Regions from separate parts of the Oryctolagus cuniculus genome. Here region 2 is linked to region 1. Evidence: chromatin contacts called from public Micro-C data. All regions are on one chromosome and are shown on one strand. The core of a region is the stretch at or near the end of the contact, and the rest is flanking DNA. Distances in the headings are between cores, read along the strand shown.

What was found. Hi-C and Micro-C count contacts between places; a contact is called where the count stands out from the background.
Region 2: a contact with region 1 is called in a Micro-C map of ear pinna, with 2.7 times the contacts expected there. The contact joins two enhancer-like sites. A contact is called at or near these places in 5 of 6 Hi-C or Micro-C datasets (ear pinna, embryonic fibroblasts, psoas muscle and 2 more).

The regions. Positions count from the first base shown.
Region 1 is chr13:79,443,769-79,447,580 of mOryCun1.1, forward strand. No RefSeq gene overlaps it. Among named protein-coding and RNA genes, the nearest start is that of ASB13, 110 kb to the right of the region's middle. Within about 2 kb of position 1,298, at least 3 of the 8 cell types and tissues checked have an H3K27ac peak or open chromatin away from gene starts, as enhancers often do. A contact at or near this core is called in ear pinna, where this site is marked.
Region 2 is chr13:79,509,113-79,512,638 of mOryCun1.1, forward strand. No RefSeq gene overlaps it. Among named protein-coding and RNA genes, the nearest start is that of ASB13, 49 kb to the right of the region's middle. Within about 2 kb of position 1,944, at least 5 of the 8 cell types and tissues checked have an H3K27ac peak or open chromatin away from gene starts, as enhancers often do. A contact at or near this core is called in ear pinna, where this site is marked.

The DNA.
Region 1 (3,812 bases), core at 48-2,547:
ATGTGGAACAAAAGCTCTGTCCCTGTCCTCAGGAGCCCTGTGTTCCCAAACCACAGCCTTTGTCCTAGGGACCTGAGAAGAGGCAGGGAGCTGGCAGCTACCATGAATCCGGTAGTAGAGCTGGTGCAAAGATTCCATCCTACAAATGCCTATTGAGCACCACTGTGTACCACCACACACTGGACTATCTTAGGTGAATGGGAGCCAAATTTATTGATAACAAATGATTTTATATTTTCCAGCAAGTTTATTGACATTTATTAACATAATGTTTGCAGTGCTCACTGAGCTTGGGATTCACAGAGCAGAAGAGAAACCCTAGCTCTGGCCAGGATGGGGGTCTAGATTGTCTAAGCTCTAGAGGTCCCAGGCATGAAGGAGAGAGCTGCTTTTCCTGGACAACTAGTAGACTAGCACACTGTCCTCACCTTAGGTCCAAACCCTGGAAGCTCATTCTCTTTTTAAAAATTGAGCTGAATAAATAGAGCCAGAACAGTTGATTCTGGGGGGACTGGGGAACAACCATGAATCTTAAAAGTGGTCCCATTTGGAGATCTTTTTCTCCCTCTTCAGGCAGTAGACTTGCTAAGAGCAGGCCAGGATCATATATATTTGACTTGTGTAAGGGTTTGGATGTGTTTGTTCCTGATCTGAGTCAGAGATTCCAACTTTTTTCTCAGAGGAGCTACTCTCCTATTTCCTGAAAGTTGATTTTTGCAAAGGAAGTGGTTCCTAGGAGGATAGCCAGCTCAGCAAGCTCCATGCCAGCTTCTTCCTCTGCCCCCGCCCCCGCCCCTGGAATATCCATCAGCAGGAGGAAGGAAGGCAGATAGCAGGGACCTTCCTAGAGACCACAGCCAAGGCTGCAGGGTGAGCAGCGTCACTCCAGGCCTGCTAGTATCCATGGTCCAGAAGTTCAAATCATCGCAGAGCAGTCTGGAGTCTGGGCCACTTGGCAGAGCTCTGTGGGTATCTCTGGTACCCTTATAGAATTCCTAGGTTTGGAGGGGACTTGTCAGCAACTCATCTCTCTCTCTCTGTTGTTGTCACCTGCCATATATAAATGCAAACACATTTACAGGCATCTGAGCAAACAGCCATACGTTCTCTGTGTTAGCCTGTTCCCCAAACCCAGTTGGATCTTGAAGCCACTTGTGCAGCTTTCTTGGGATTGCCTCGCACAGCCAGAGCACATTCTCCCCAAATCCATTCATCCCTTCCCAGGACAGCACCAAACTGCTTCCTTGTGCCTCTCCCTGCTACGTGCCACTGCAGCATTTCCTCATAGAGTTCTTTACACCCACACGATCTGCAGTGGATTGGTTTCGTTGTGCCTGCCTGCATTACCACATAAGGAATCTAAAGTTCAGAGAGATTAAATACATTGCTAAGGGCAAACACGTGGTTTTGTCCACTGAGTCATTCAGTCTCCCTCACAAAAGTTATTTAAACCAGCACAGAACCAAGCCCTCAATGGAAATTAAACATAGGAAAGAGAAATCATGCAGCTGGTGAGTGAATAGTAAAGCCAGGAAACAGACTCGCAACATTGACCCAATCGACTTTCTAATAGAAATGTCTTCTCCATTTGGGAAATTGTTGCTATATGACTGATGTTTTCTAGAGCGGGTGTGACAATTTAGCAAGCAGAGGAGCAAGGACTTGTAGGCTAGGTGGGGTATGCTGAGTTTTCCATGCATGGTTTCATAAGATCTTCACGATAGCCCTAGAAGGTGGGTTTGGATATTTGAGAACCCAGAGACCCCTGGAAGTCAGGCTGTTTTCACACATCAGGAAATCTGGCCGCCAAGGCACCACAGAGACTCCCATCACTGGCATAAGCTTCTGACTCTGTGTAGATCACATCTAAGAACCATATCCTGCTTCTGTGCACCCAAGGGCTTCCTGCAATCATTTGCAGACAGATTGATTCCCCTGGTCCACCTCTGAGGTCAAGCTGTAGGAGGCTCAGGACAACATGGACATAGTTCCCCCGGAGTGAGCAGCACAAGATGTTCTTGTACCTAATAAATATACAAGGAATTTAATTATCTGATGCGGAAAGGCTCCCAGCCTACCCACGCTTGCTGCACAGCCAGCAAAGGAGGGAGAATCAGGTGATGAGGCTTTATGAGTTCAACAGACTGGGCAGGAGGCCTGCCCATCAGCTTGATCTCTCAAAGGGCCAGCAAGTGCAGGATTTCTCTGGACCAGTCACAGGCTCACCATAAGGGATCAGCAATGACTCAGGGGAAAAGTGAGGTGCAGAGAGGTTATGGGAGGTACTCCTCAGCTAGATAACAGTCAGAACCCAGGCTCTTCTACCCTTGTCACAACAGTCATGTCCACTACCAAGGATGTTCCCTGGGACAAGCATTTTACAGCTATTAACACACTCCATTCCTTTAGACACCCTGTGAGGAAACCAAGGCACCAAATAGGTGATCTGTTCAGCTAGTCAGGCCTCCTTCTTGTCACAACGCCATTGCTCTTATCTGTTCCTGCAAAGCTTCCACCTCCCCTGCCCCGGGTTAATGCTTAAGTACAAGCTTCAGGATCCAAAGGGCACAAGGCAGTGTGCCCCGTCCCTGGCTCATCAGGCAGCTGATGTTTCGTGGATAGCTGTAAACAAGCTGCAGCCAGAGGGGAGAGAGGGTACTGGACTCTCAAAGGTATATCCATAAATGTGTGGCCAACCAGCATGGATCCTCAGACACCCCTTCTTCACATCCAGGTGTCTCTGTGACGCACCCACAGTGCAGGAGTGCCAATATGACCTACTCCCATTGCCTGAACACTCGGGACCCGCGTGCTTCTTGCCCACGCCTTCTTTCTCTGCAAAGCCTCCTACCCTGGCTACACGGCTCATATTTGGTGCACTTCCCCTTGAAGAGCTTTCTGATCGTTATTACTTTGAGGCAACAGTTGAAAGATGGCTTGGTTCAAATCTTGTTCACCAGCCATGAAACTTTGGGCAAGGTACTTCAGCTCCCTATGGCTCAGTTTCCCCGTTTGTGAAGTTTGGTGACCTCAGGTCTGGATGGGGAAAGTGTGAGTGAAGCAGGAAGCAGCCCCCCCTATGGGTGTGACTCACTGCTCCTGAGCTGGGTGGCACCTGGCACTGCTGGGCACAGCAGTGATCTCAGTTCCACAACATGGACCTCATGAGGGCAGGGCCAGTTCTTATGGCCTTCCCAGTATCCAGCAGTCAGGAAAATTCCATAAGTGATCTTTCTTGAGTAGAGAGATCATTCTTAAATATTTGTATCAAGTAAGGGATGAAAATATAAATAACCCAAAATAGAAACCGTTGCTTCTTAATACACAATTGGGCAGCGTGGTCACAATCAGAAAACAGTGAAGAGCCTGAAACATACTCCAAGTTTGAGAAACTATTTTCCAGTTTTCTTCTGCTATGGGTTTACCCTTAGGAAGTATTTTTTTTACTGAAGATTTATTTATGTATTTGAAAGGCAGAGTTACAGACAGATGGGGGAGGGATCTTCCATCCTCTGGTTCACCCCCCAAATGGCTGCCACAGCCAGGGCTGGGTCAGGTTGAGTTTCTTCCAGGCCTCTCATGTGGGTTCAGGGGCCCAAGCACTTGGGCTATCTTGCGTTGCTTTCCCAGGCACATTAGCAGGGATCTGGATCAGAAGTGGAGTAGCTGGGGGTCGAACCGGCGTCCACATGACATGCTTCACAGACAGTGGCTTAACTCGCTGCATCACAACACAGCTCCAGGAACTTGTTTTTATTCAACTCCCTCATAAACTCGCGGGACAGATGATTGAAACGCTGACTTTGCACAGT
Region 2 (3,526 bases), core at 694-3,193, 66 kb after region 1:
AACTAGTTAGAGGCAGAAGGAGAATTTCTGAAAGCTTCAAGGATTCTGTGCTTCAGAGCAAAGTCCTTGCCATGCAACCAGTCAGCAACTGTGTCACTTTGTGCAATGACCCCAACTCATCACCCAAATTCACCAGGGTGAGGCCAGGGCAGGATGGAGTGTTCTGCTTTGAAGTGAAGCGAGCATGGTCTGAAGGCAGGTAGGGGCCTGCGGTTAATTATTTTTTTCTCATTAGGGGTGAAGCAGGGTAGTGATTAAAAGCATGGGTTTCGGTGTCCAACACCCAGCTGGGAATCCCAGCTCTGCTACTTAACAGGTGTGCACACTTGTGTTTGTTTCTTGATGTCTCTGGGCCTCTATTCTCTCATTAGCAAATTAGTGATCATAGAAAGATCAACTCCATACAGATATTCTGAGGATTAAACACTTAAAACTGCACCTGGAACCTTGTAAGAGTACAATAAAATTAGCTACCCTGGTAATTTGTTTTGCCAACATTTTTCTTTGAAACTGTCTTTGGATATTTGGAATAATAATGAAAAGCCTTTTAAAAATTTTGGAGGTAGGAATGATAATTACCTCCCCAACTTCCCCATGAGAAAACAGAACCTCAGGGGGCTAAAGAAGTTGCCTGGGATCCCACGGCTCTGGAAAAGGCAAGGCTAGGCTAGGAGGTTAGTCCTACTTCCCACCACAAGTTCAGCAGGGAGGAGGTTGGCTCTGGACTGAACCTTAAAAATCAGCTTGTGTTCAGAAGGATGGATAAAGGGCAGGCGTTGTGGTGCAGCAGGTTAAGCTGCCACTTGCAGTGCAGCATCTCATATCCAATCACTGGTTCGAGTCCCAGCTGCTCCATTTCTGATCCAGCTCACTCCCTGTGAATGCACCTGGAAAAGCAGTAAAAGCCCTTGCCACCCACATGGGAAACATGCATGGAGCTCTCTGGGTTCCTGGCTTCAGTCTAGAGCATCCCCTGCTATCACCATCATTTGGAAGGTGAACCAGCTGCTGTGTAGGAGATTCTCTCTCTCTCTCTCTATTTTCAAATAAATAAATATATCTAAAAAGAAGAATAAGGCTGGATAAGCAGACAGTCAGGAGCCGGCCCTGTGGCTTAGTGGGCAAACCGCTGCCTGTAGTGCCTACATCCTGTTTGGGCACCAGTTCCAGTCCTGGCTGCTCCACTTCTGATCCAGCTCTCTGCTATGGCCTGGGAAAGCAGTAGAGGATGGCCCAAGTCCTTGGGCCCCTGCACTCACGTGGGAGACCCAGAAGGGACTCCTGGCTTTGGATCAGCTCAGCTCCGGCTGTTATGGCCATCTGGGGAGTGAACCAGCAGGTGGAAGACCTTTCTCTCTCTGCCTTTGCCTCTCTGTAACTCTGCCTTTCAAATTAATAAATCAATCAAAAGAAGCAGCAGCAGCGGCAGCAGCAGGCGGCAGTCGTGTGCTTGGGTCCCTACACTGAGCCAGAGCCTTGGGCAGATACTGGAAGAGGCAGTTCACTCAGACTGTGGAAGCAGGGCCCTGGATGTCTCCATAAAATCACAGAGGCTTGCATTTTTTCCTCCACAACTTGTGGGAGGCATCAGCATTTCCTCTTTGGAGAGAGAAAGGACACCCAACCCCCAAGGCCGATGCACACTGTATAATCAGTAACAGCTGTGGCTTGGGCTGGCCAAGGGTCAAGGTTCCAGCGTCTCTCCCTGTGGTTTTGCAACCTTGCAGAGCAGCAGCTCAGAGCAGCAGCCAGAACCTTGTGCACAGAGTCCGAATCTGAGCCTGTTGCACGGGACAGCTCTCCTGTCAATCTAGAGAAAGAGACCGGAGTGGTGTGGGTGCTCGCTCCAAGCTGAAACAGTGGATGAGCAGACAGATGAATCTTTGCACCTCTTTTCTCATAAAAGACATTGCCAGAGCAGCTCTTGCCTCTACCTCATGGGTTTTTCCAGAACTGTGCCGAGGAGAAGGGAACTGCTCCATGTCAGGGACTCCCCCACCACCTCTCAAAGATCATAGCAGCAGGCGGCCCACCAACTGCCAACCCCTTCCTCCTGCAGGGACCACTCATACCCATCACCCACTGCACAGGCCGCAGCTATGCACCTGAGCACTTGGGAGTAGCTGGACACAGGGAGAAGCAACCCCAGCACAGCGTCTTGCTGCTGAACCAGGCCACAAGGATGTGTGGAAAGGGCAGTGTTCTTCCAAAAGAAGCAAAAACAAACAAACAAACAACAACAACAACAACAAACAGCTCCATAGGCTCTGAGCAGAACATGTGGAAGGAGTTAACAGAAAAACCACACATGAGGCCCTCTCAGGAGAGGCTGAGGTTGCCTGGAGGGCCAAGCAAGGGGAGGAGGGAAGAGGAGGTGGTGAAAATGCAGGCCTGACAGTCAGCCATCCGTCCAGACAGCCATTTCCTCCCCTCTGAGGCTGCCTGTGGGAAGCCCGATCTGGAGTCTAAACTTGCAGCCCTGTTCCAGGGGGACGTCTCTTCCCTCTTTGCTCCCCCATTCCCACATTCCCTTCCCAACAAAGACCCTTTCTCTAAGGTCAGGGAAGACCCCACCAAAGCAGAGCCCTACAGCCCAATCATCAGAACCTTGTCATGGTCGTTGTTTTAAGTGGTTTGGAAATGAATCCATTCTGGGTTTGTTTTGAGGCCAAGATACATGTTTTTACTTTTCTCTCCCTTTTTGGTGAACATGTTATGACTGGTTTTAGAGCCTGGCTTGTAGGAGAGTAGGGGGTGGAGAGTGTGTCCTGGGATCCTGGCAAGGGGAGCTACAATCTAAAGCAAGGAGCTCTGACACCTGCCCTGCCAAAGGAAAGGCCTATCAGGCACAGAGTCCCAACACCAGTGACAGGAAGGAGAAAAGAACTGCTTGGGAAGTAGGTGAGGGTTAGTTGGGTGTTGAGTTGGTGAGACGGGAGACTCGCAAATTCTTGCTATGTGTTCTAGACAATGCTCTGAGCACAGGTAGCATTTCATCTGCTCCCAGCTGACTGTTTCTCCTTTGCTTAGGATAATAAAAAGGTAGAATTTAGATCTCAGCCTTCCAAGCACACCAAGACAAAACAAACTCTGTATGAGTGTCCTCATCCACTTCTATGATTCGTGGTAGCCTCACTACCCTGGCTCTCACAGGCTGAAGGCAAGAGCAGGCAGGGCTTGCACTGCCAAGGGAGCTGCAGGGGTACTAGGGAACGTACTGCCACCAGTGCATTCCACAGTGACCACAGCCTGGCAGAGGCCGAGGACACAGCTCCAGACTAAACAAGAGATGGGAAAACACTCATTCTGAAGAACGGCTATTTTTACATCCTTCTTCCCAGAATTCCAACGTGCTAAGATATGATTTAATGCAAAAAGAAACAAAAGAAAGGATGGAAGGGAAACCACCCATTAAAGAAAATGATTCATCTTGTCAACACACTTCTAGGGCAGTATGTTACCTGGATGGCAGAGGGTTAAAAGAATGCAGATTTGAGGGCATAGACCTAGGAAATCAGTCAAGGAG